Regions from separate parts of the Mus musculus genome. Here all the other regions are linked to region 2. Evidence: chromatin contacts called from public promoter capture Hi-C data. All regions are on one chromosome and are shown on one strand. Each heading gives the region's core, a stretch centred on a gene start, on an enhancer-like site or on the middle of the called end of the contact. The rest is flanking DNA. Distances are from core to core; before and after follow the strand shown.

Region 1 (3,376 bases), core at 174-2,673, 350 kb before region 2:
GACCTGATGTGCAGTTCCTTTTCAGGGTAATTGAAACTTCTAAGCTTGGCAGCTAAAGAATTCTACACAGGCATTAAAAGTAGTTTATGGAATATAAGGTGTTTCTCGAGCTTACTAAATAGAAATAACCAGTAAAACTAAGTTGCCTGGTATATTAGAATTTAGAAAATCTTACCAACTTTACATGTTTGACCAATGCAAATTTAGTGTTATTAACTGGTAAATTCAAATTTCCTTTCAAATGCATCAAGCACTGTTTACATAACAAAAGAAACCTATTCCCACAGCACAGTTTTGCTATAAGCACTGCTTACTTTACTTTTTTGAGAGATGTTTCACCACGTACAAAGGCTCCACAGTTCTGTAAACCTAAACACTTGACTCCCTAAACATCTTAGAGATTTTTCCCCCTTATGATTTCTTAAGATGAGTTTTGAATGCTGGGATTTCATATATTTAAAATTAAGTCATTTCACTGATAAAATTCTATGAAGAGACAGCATCTACACACATGTTCTTGTCTGAGCACTCCCATTTATGGTTGCATTGCCTGTGAAGAAACTCCCAGATGGAGAAATTCAAGAACAGTGCTAAAATGAAGTAGATATCATATATAGTCTTATAATGCATAATTCAATGATTCAGTGGCCATTCAGGCACCCAAGACAAAGCCTAGAGCAGGTAGATTTCATGCGTTTAAGTACGTACTTTAAGATCACACAGGCGGGCTGGTGAGATGCTTCAGTGGGTAAGAGCACCCGACTGCTCTTCGGAAGGTCCGGAATTCAAATCCCAGCAACCACATGGTGGCTCACAACCATCCGTAACGAGATCTGACTCTCTCTTCTGGAGCGTCTGAAGACAGCTACAGTGTGCTTACAAATAATAAATAAATAAATCTTTAAAAAAAATCACAAGGCTTTATTTCTGTGTATTTTTAATGAGAGATGGCGTTGTTCATTACTTACCCGTGGTTTTAGCCAGACAGACTACATAGAAAGTGATTCTACTAAAACTCAGGGTTTTCCCTGCCTTTGTGTATTAACTGTACCCGTTAGTGGGTTTTACTGTGGCAGGCAGATATAGTGCTTTAATCGAGTTGACCCTCCCAACTAACCTCTCCCTCTAGAACTAGAAAAATGAGTTCTGTCATTCCTGATGTGCGTTAAGATACAGATTAGGACTAAGGAGTTCAGTGCTGCACAGAGAACCACAGGAAACTCTTCTGTGTCTAAAGTAAGTACCAGAGGGTTCAGCAAATTTGCAAAAGACACCTGATAGACACACAATGAACATTCAGAACAAGTAACAGTCAACAAGCTTTGGAAGATAAGCAAAAAGTAGTCAGCCTGCAGTGCTGAACGGGACTTGTACTGCCAGCACGTGGGAGCTAAGGAAGGGCCACAAGGCCAGCTGGGATCGCAGCACCAGCCAGGTCTCAACAAGAGGAGAAGAGAAGCCGAAGGGGGGAACCCAAGACCAAACACACTGAGGGTACAATAGGAACCCATTCTATGATTTAGCCTCAAATCACAACTAAACGGAAGTGTGCTAAACAGCAAACAAACATTTTGCAAATACTTTAATTCATGCTGTAAGTAGCACTTTGCTGCCCTATACGATAACTGTGTCCAAATTTGGCACTATTTGCTACTGCAGTATTAGCCACAAATATTTCAAAAGTCTTAGTAAAGGGCACCAGTCATTTCTAAAAATAACATGGGCTCCTTAGAGTCTTCAACTTCCTACCAAGATAACCAACCAGAACTCCTAACTGAACTTTGTAAGAAGTTCATGGTTGATTCTCCTGTCTAAAAGATCACTGGGTTTTGCTTTTGCAGTAGTTGTGCTGTCCACTTTCATTTACTTATAAGTGAAATGAAAATAACAACTGGGTTACCATTTTGACAATTTATTGGGTTTTCAAAAGAACACAGAATCTACTAGTCATTCCATTTGAAAGGGACAGAGTATCTGACAGAACCAAAAGATTTAACAGTTCTCTGAAAGCCAAAGAACCGGACTTCCCAAGGCTCGATTTTTCTCTCTGGGGGCAAGTCTTGTTAATTTATTAACCCATTTGCTTTCTTATAGAGCAGAATTAAAAAAGCAATCAGATTCTGGAAACAAGTTAACGTTGTGTTTCCCTTCTGAACTAAACACACCACATCATTACTTGACTCTGACCTTCACCTGTTGAAACTAATCTTTCTAGTCCAGTCGGCCATCATTGGGAAGAGAGGCCCCTAGCTAGGTCTTGCAAACTTTATATGCCCCAGTACAGGAGACCACCAGGGCCAAGAAGTGGGAGTGGGTAGGTTGGGGAGCAGGGAGGGGGGAGGGTATAGGGAACTTTTGGGATAGCATTTGAAATGTAAATAAAGAAAATATCTAATAAAATTTTTTTAAAAAAGAAACTAATCTTTCATAGGAAAACCCCATGAAACCCTGCCGAGAGGCCACCTCAGTAAAGCATGGCCCTGATTGCACAGCCGACAAAGGAGTCCACAGGGCAGGCAGCAGGTGGCGTGTTGGAGGGAGCGCACTGGACTTCACTAAACAAGCAAATGAGAGGAAACCTGTCAGTCACAAGAAACATTTTTGAATTAGCACTATCTTCACTTTATTCTCATTTCTCTTCCACGAGACATGAAAGTTGATCAAAATAAAAAATCAAACAGAAAAATGTAGATTAAAATCCTGGGTCATCACTGTCTGCTTTGACTTCTGGCAAGCATCAAGATGCCACCCCCTTTCTGTGACGATTATAAAGAACTACTGTAAAAAAAAAGGAGCTTACCTGAAGCCACGTAAAACACCTGTCCAAGTGGGGTTGCTTGATGCTTTCTCTTTATCTACTCCTGTGTCCAAAGAGAAGTTCCAAAGTTTCCTCTCTATTGGCTCTAACCGGGATGAACAGAGGCGTCATTTGCCTCGTTTATAATACAACGTATACCATTCCGAGTGGTTACAACGACCTTCAGCAAAATTCATTTTGTTCTGTTAGGACTCCAAAGGTGAATACACACACCAGTGACTTGAAGAAGACGCCAGGGGGAAACCATTCATCTCAGCATCTGGACAACAACCCCCAGAGCTGTAACTGAGCAGTCTTGAGAGAAGGCCAGAACTCAGCCAGACTCTTTCTTTCTTTCTTTCTTCCTTTACTTCTTTCTTTCTTTCTTTCTTTCTTTCTTTCTTTCTTTCTTTCTTTCTTTCTTTTTCTTTCCTTTCTTTCTTTCTTTTTCTTTCTTTCTTTCTTTCTTTCTTTCTTTCTTCCTTTACTTCTTTCTTTCTTTCTTTCTTTCTCTCTCTTTCTTTCTTTCTTTCTTTCTTTCTTTCGTTGGTTTTTTTTTGTTTGTTTGTTTTGTTTTGT
Region 2 (3,625 bases), core at 589-3,088:
ACAAGCAGGCAGGGCACAGTAGGTTTACATTTGGGACAACATTGTAGTCATAAACTTTAGCTCCATTGACATCACAAACACAAAGTTGAATTAGATGACAGTCATCTCATATCAAACTAGCATAAAAAGATTAATCACATTTAAAAGAAACATGTTCTCTGAGTTATCAACAGTTGGTTCATCAGTACTGCTAATTGTGTTGTATATATGAAAATGTAGGCTTTCTTGATGTCAGCAGTAAGAAGCCAAGGCTCTGATAGGTCATCTGCTATGAATCTGTAGAGGACTGGAGAATTAGCCATAAGGATCTTTTTTAATTCAATTAAGCTATTTGTAAGATAATATATTTAAAAGATACAGCTATGATACTAAAGTTTAAGATCTGGAAAACTCAAGAGTAGGTAGAAACAAACCATCAAGTTTGACCAAAATGGCCTCCACTTTGAGAGATCATGTGAAATGGGAATACAGCCGAGACTCTAGTACTCTCGTGACTGGGCTGTACAGTATAAATGGGCCCAGCGCTAATGTGCACGTGGCTGTCACATTTGTCTAATTATCTCACAGTCACCAAGAGCTGTCCATATAATGACTTTTAGGATACCAAAGGTCAAAACCAAAAGATCCTATCATTATAATTTCCCTCCTACTGTCAGTGACTGTCCTGGTGGCATTTATCGTAAGGAAAGGGGAAAAAAAATCAATCAAAAAAACAAGCAAATATCCCTTGACAACTGAAGGATAATTCCTTCTGAGAAGAGTTCATTGGTTCCTTTCCAGCTTTCCACCAGTATGTAAACCCATATTGAAGGCCAGCTTTCAAAAGGCTTAACTATTTGCTTCGCCCGCTCACGTCTAGTCCGGTCAACTCCTTAACTCCTTTAAGAAACAAACAAAAACCAAAATCCTGCCTCAGTGTCTTTATTTGTAAAAACAAAAACAAAAACTGTGCAACCCAAACTCTTGAAAAGTGTTTGAAAGGCTGGTGGCACCTCCTCCACGGGAGGGAGGTGGGCCATGGGCATCTTTAGCCACACTGGCCCTTTTGGCAAAAGTAAGCAGGGCGGCCCAAGCCGCTGTCCAACCGTTGGGCCCTGAAGTGGCAGGGCAGGAGGCAGACCCCACGGGCGCACCGTGTGCGACCCCAGCATCCGGGAGGCGGTGCCGCCAGGGCTGCCCCCGGGGGCCCCTGGTTCGACCTCCTGCACCGGGGCGCGGGGCCGGGCGCGCCTCCGGAGCCCCGCTCCAGCAGGAGGTGGCCCCGAGAGCGGGAGGCTGGGGGCAGGGGCCCGCAGGGGTCGGCCCGGGCACGTGGGGCGCCGCGGGGCCGCGGGAGGCCGCCGGCGCGTGGGCGTGCTGCGGCGGGGGGCGGCCTCCCGCGCTCGGGGCCGCGGCGCCGCCTCCCCCCGGGCCGAGCCGGCCCGGGCCGGGGGGAGGGCCGGCTCACCTCGGTAGCGGCGGGACGCGAGGTGGCACGCTGCGAGCAGCAGCACGGCCACCAGCGCCAGCACCTTGGCGCTCCTCACGCTGAAGTAGTGGTTGATCTCCCGCTTGCCCAGGTTGTAGGCCAGAGCCGCCATCTTGGTTCCTCCATGACAACAGTGCGCGGCGGAGCGGGGAAGGGGCGCCGCGCAGGGGCAGCACTGGGGCGGCGGGCGCCGTAGCCAGCCGAGAAGCGGCCGCCAGCTCCCTTGCCCGTCGCCCGAACCGCGGGCCGAGGGGTCCGAGCCTGCGGCCTCCGTGCCGCCGGCCTTCCCCGTGCCCTCGTCGGCCTCCCCCCAACCCCGCCGCCGTTGCTCAGCCGTGCCGGTGCCCCAGGCGCCCTGGCCGCCTGTCTCCTCCCCTTCCTCCTCCCTGGTAGCCTCCTGCCTTAATAGCGGCTGCGCCTGTGACGGGGGTCCGGATGCCCGGGGCTCCGGGGTCACCGGGCCCAGACGGGCCTCCGGGGTCACCGGGTCACTGGCGGCAGCGGGCGGCGACGGCTGCACAGGCATGGTGACTGTATGGGTGTTGGGGGGGCAGAGGGCCAGGGCCTGCAGCCCGGCCCAGATGTCAGCTCCGGGGCTATGCCCAAGTGGACTGGCAGCTACCTGAGCCCAGGTTAGGGCAATAGAACTACTGTTCCGGGAAAAAAAAGTACACTCCCTGCTTCCCCCATCACACCCTTTCTGGACTTTCTACTCTCTGCTCTCCCACGGTCGTGGGGCCTTAACGGCAGGCCACCCACGACCTGTCTGGCAAGTTCCTCTGCACCTAAGATGCTGGCCAGGTGTTGGGGTGGCTGTAAATCCGAACACCCAACTCAAGTGTAAGGCCCATGTTCACCGTTTAATACTCAACTGCCCAATGTGCTGTTTGTCCAGTTGCAGTGGGTGTAGATGCATCCTGTACAGTGTGTCTAAGTTGGTGTGGATGTCAGTATAAGAGCCCCTTTCTCCTTTATGTTTACACAATATCTTTGTTGACACTAAGGTTGGCCAGGGTAGCAGATTGGTTGCCTGTGGCAATCCTTAAACTTGGTTAATGTTTTGTGATTATCAATAGACCCAGCACTCTGTGTGTCCTTTGAAAAGCATTCTTATTCATACCCTTGGTCTTGAGTTGCCTTGTAGACAAGAATGGCTATTTGCATGTTGTGGTTAGAACAAGTAAGTCATTGTTGAGTTGGAGGTGTTGGCAAGTCTTCTTTACAACTTTTAGCCAACCCCAACCTTGTGCTTCCAGACCCTTCTCAACATTCTCGAATGTTAGAGAAAAGGGACTTAGAGATCCTGTCGAGTCACTCCCATCCTCTCCACTGAAGGATTTTTAAAATTATGTTTCCAGCCACAATCATCATATGATGATGAAAGATTCTTGTCGCTTAAATGAAATCACATACATCACTGTCATAGATATAATGCTAATAAGCAATAAAGTTAAATAAGTGTACAAACACTTAGGCACTGTTCCCTGCAAGTGGTCGCTTAATTTTGGCTCTTTCTTCTGATCTGAGGCTGATCACATGCTGGCAGAATTGAATCAGATACGACAACAACCAGATAACTGGGCTAACAATATGTGGCCTGCCAATCACATCCTAGACACATACTATGATGTCATCAACACCAAATTAGAATTTCTGATCCACCTTCAATAACCAGAGCTAACCCCCAGGGTTGGCCTAATGCTAGCCAAAAATAAAGAAACCTGACGTTGTACTTAGTTGTGCTTCCCAGAAGGCTTTCTGAGATACTGGGAAAATCTGGGAACCCCTTTGTCCTTTCCTCTGTGTTAAAGTTAACCCCTCTACCTATTTCTGCTTTTCCTGGTAGATATCTCCACATAAGATGGCCCTTTCCTGTGGCATCTATAAATGGTCCCTCTCTTAGCTGATGCCTTTCCACTGATAAATGTCCCTTTTTAATTAAAACCACCACTAGATTCTGTGTTCCAAGTTATTTGCTTCTTTGTTTCTTTTAGAAGGAGTAGCTACTTGAAATTTTCACTTGCTTGGTTCCCATTCTGTCCTGAAGAACTGAATGGTTCTTTGCTGGTGGTATGGGTATTTCTTGTTAAATCCAAAGGACTCTCCTCTTTCTCTCTCTCCCTCTCCGGCCCTCTTCCCCCCTCCCCCTCCCCTCCC
Region 3 (3,233 bases), core at 33-2,532, 390 kb before region 2:
GCTGACTCGGGTATTTATGCCACCTGGTATTTTCTGAGCTTTTGCGTGTATGATTTTGCAAAGGACCAGCCTTAGTTTGGAGAAGTTCTTGGCCATTAAAAATCTTCAATTATTTTTATTCCTGTTAACCTTTTCTTCTGCACACGTTCCAGTCATGGGTATGTTACAGCCCTTAAAATATTCCATGGTTCTGAAATGCTCTATTCTACCTTGATCGTCTACACTGACAATGGCCACACCTGAGTATGGTTCTGGCGACTTTCTTTCTTCTGCAGACTGCTTTTTTCTAATTCTCTCACACTTTGTAAGAATCTCACAAATAATGCTTTCCATCATTTCAAAATATGAAAGCTGAAAACAGAAGTCTTAGTAGTTATTTTTGGTTATCGTCAGACATTCTAAAATAAGTGTGTAAGTTTTCCAGACTGGCCTTAACCTTGTGATTCACCCACCTCTGCCTTCCAACTGTTGGGTTTTGCCACCAGACCAATGGTCCTTAATCTGAACTGAGAAATTGATGGGACTGAGCAATCTCTAGATAGTGAACTACATGCCTAGGTATGCCCGTAAGGGTGTGTCTGTAAGGGTGTGTCTGTAAGGGTGTGTCTGTAAGGGTGTGTCTGTAAGGGTGTGTCTGTAAGGGTGTGTCTGTAAGGGTGTGTCTGTAAGGGTGTGTCTGTAAGGGTGTGTCTGTAAGGGTGTGTCTGTAAGGGTGTGTCTGTAAGGGTGTGTCTGTAAGGGTGTGTCTGTAAGGGTGTGTCTGTAAGGGTGTGTCTGTAAGGGTGTGTCTGTAAGGGTGTGTCTGTAAGGGTGTGTCTGTAAGGGTGTGTCTGTAAGGGTGTGTCTGTAAGGTGCTCCCAGGAAGGATTATGGACATGTTATTCCTTTGATGCTGCATAGGTATCTCTACTGCGAGGCAGTAGAAGCCAAGGGGGTGGGATTAATGGTAGGTCCTTCCTTGATCTTGTCTCATACATCGCCTATATCCCATTTCTCCAACATACCTTCCTCACCATGATGGATGGACACTTGGAAACTAGGATCCAAAGTAAGCCTTTGCACCCATAAGGTGTATCCATTAGGTGGTTTCTTCTCGGTGGTAAGAAGCCTACGAATACACACTTCTCATACTTCTGTAACCAAACCCAGTGACCTTTCCTCTGGAGGAGATGTAACGGTAAAGCCGGGAGCACTCGGGCTGCTGAAACCCAGGTGGAGTCCCGAGTGCTGACTCGGCGCAGTCACAGATGGCGCTGGCAGAAGGCAAGTGCCATGGAGGAGTGTAGTCACTGACAGGCAGAGAGTGTACCAACATGGGATTTCACACACATTTGAGTAGAGTAGGACCAGAGGCATTAGATTATGGGTATATCTGAAAGTTCTCCAGGCTGCTGGTTCTCATTTTAGGTTGTATATGGGTATTATTACAATATGCTATCAACCATTAGTACACTGGAATATATTCTGTTTTAGACAGTTTTCTTCCCTTAGCCCTTGTTGAGAGAAAGGATTTGAAAGATGTGTGTGTGTGTGTGTGTGTGTGTGCATGCATGCTTGCACAAGCATGCGTGTCTGTATGTATGTGTGTATATTTGTTCTTAAAGATTAGACTAATATGAAATGCACATGCTAAGATTAAAATAAAATTGGTCATGGTGGTACACATCTGTAATCTTAGTACCTGAGATTAGGAAGCAGGAGGGCCAGGAATTAAAGTTCAGCCTGAGCTACACAGCCAGCTCAAGTCAGCCTGAGCTGTATGAGACTGTTTCAAAGATAAACAAACAACAAAAACAAAAAAAGAGAAAGTATTTTTAAAAGATAAATTTAGACAAACAACAAATAATAAGGTAAGATATTAGTATGCCTGGCATTAAAGTTTTGGGGTAAATTGCTCCTGCTCTTAAAAAAAAAATCCATGTTGCCATAAATCTATATTCTGAAAGATTTCCTTGACCAGACTGGATTCTGTTATTTAAGCATACACAGGCTCCCCGTCCATTTATTCAAATAGAAATAAATATAAGGGAACCAAAGAAACTTTTAAAACCAAACACACTTAAATCTTGTTATGTGAATAGTGAACTATATTCACTGTATTTTTAGTTCTTGAGTCCAAAACCAATAAAATCACAGCAAAATGTTACAGGAACCCACAGGTCTCAGAGGGAGCAGATCATAAAACTCCCACAGACTTGGCAGGGTGGCAGTCACTGACAGAAAGAGAAAGATATATAAATATAGGCTAAAATGTCACATTTTCAGTCCTACAAATCCTAGGCTCTGTATAGTGAAGTTCTTAACTATGCTTTTTATATACAAATATATAGCATTAAGTAAGTATTATATTTATCCATCACATCTCCACACTGTGGGAAAATGTCTTCAACTAATTAAACTGATTTTAGTGCTGTAAATGGAAATGTTCACAAATGTATTATCTTCTTTCTGGCCAGATGTACAGAAGTGGTATGTTGGTGCTTCAGGTTCATCATTATTATAATCAATAACCTCTCATGTCGATTTATTGACACCAGACAAAATGTTAGACCGTAGCCATCTTGGTTGGGCATGGCCTGGTCACATCAGAGCATGCCCAGCTGCTGTGCTATGGAACTGGACAAGTTAATAACCCTGTCCAGAACTGCTATCTTCTGTCAACAAGAATTTAAATGTAACATATCAGGTCATTCAACGTGTTAAATAAGAGCATAAAGAAGACGACGAGGTAATGCTTTGGATACGGTAAGATCAAGTGTTTGAGGATTGCACGATGGTTCAATAGCGAATACTAACAACCTCAGTTTCGTCCCCAGAACCACATGCTGCATGGAGAGAAGCAACTCTGTAAGCTATCCTCCAAGCTCCACACATGCACACACAAACTACATAAACGTGAAGAAAGGTTAGATCAACCATTTGTTAGTTATCAAATAAGAACACTTCCAAATTCTGCGAACTGATAAGCAGAGTGGGGATGGTATTGTTTACAGAACCAATACCATAAACCGCTAGGGTTAAAGCACAAGGGGTTAAACCTAAATTATAAATAAAATCAGAACACATATCACCTCACGCTACAGTTTTTTCAATTTATTGTTTATTGCTGTGAAGATAAGCACCTGACTTTAATTTTAATATTACATCTGGAAAATGTCAATACATAGAAATATGTTTAGCTAAAAATATATAAATGTGCATATATGTATGCATATTAGATAGATATATACATA

Evidence for each region. Promoter capture Hi-C pulls out the DNA fragments that hold promoters and counts their contacts.
Region 1: a promoter capture Hi-C map of 3T3-L1-derived adipocytes shows a contact between it and region 2, with 2.6 times the contacts expected there. The contact joins the enhancer-like site here to the promoter of Casd1 in region 2. A contact is called at or near these places in 4 of 39 promoter capture datasets (the 3T3-L1 cell line, 3T3-L1-derived adipocytes and maxillary cranial neural crest) and 3 of 115 datasets of contacts at active chromatin or transcription factors (embryonic stem cells, stem cell-derived neural progenitor cells and trophoblast stem cells).
Region 3: a promoter capture Hi-C map of hippocampal neurons shows a contact between it and region 2, with 2.0 times the contacts expected there. The contact joins the enhancer-like site here to the promoter of Casd1 in region 2. A contact is called at or near these places in 7 of 39 promoter capture datasets (the 3T3-L1 cell line, 3T3-L1-derived adipocytes, cranial neural crest and 4 more), 1 of 484 Hi-C or Micro-C datasets (the N1E-115 cell line) and 8 of 115 datasets of contacts at active chromatin or transcription factors (bone marrow-derived macrophages, craniofacial prominence, embryonic basal ganglia and 4 more).

What each region holds. Positions count from the first base shown.
Region 1 is chr6:4,946,463-4,949,838 of GRCm38.p6, reverse strand. All of the region lies in intron 2 of Ppp1r9a (protein phosphatase 1, regulatory subunit 9A), which reads right to left. Among named protein-coding and RNA genes, the nearest start is that of Gmfg-ps, 45 kb to the right of the region's middle. Within about 2 kb of position 1,423, at least 13 of the 459 cell types and tissues checked have an H3K27ac peak or open chromatin away from gene starts, as enhancers often do. A contact at or near this core is called in 3T3-L1-derived adipocytes, where this site is marked.
Region 2 is chr6:4,599,124-4,602,748 of GRCm38.p6, reverse strand. Casd1 (CAS1 domain containing 1) reads right to left here and starts at 1,838. Exons shown (of 18, transcript NM_145398.4): 1 at 1,448-1,838. The coding sequence starts at 1,580.
Region 3 is chr6:4,990,525-4,993,757 of GRCm38.p6, reverse strand. The region is part of intron 2 of Ppp1r9a (protein phosphatase 1, regulatory subunit 9A); the gene reads right to left. Among named protein-coding and RNA genes, the nearest start is that of Gm52886, 63 kb to the left of the region's middle. Within about 2 kb of position 1,282, at least 17 of the 459 cell types and tissues checked have an H3K27ac peak or open chromatin away from gene starts, as enhancers often do. A contact at or near this core is called in hippocampal neurons, where this site is marked.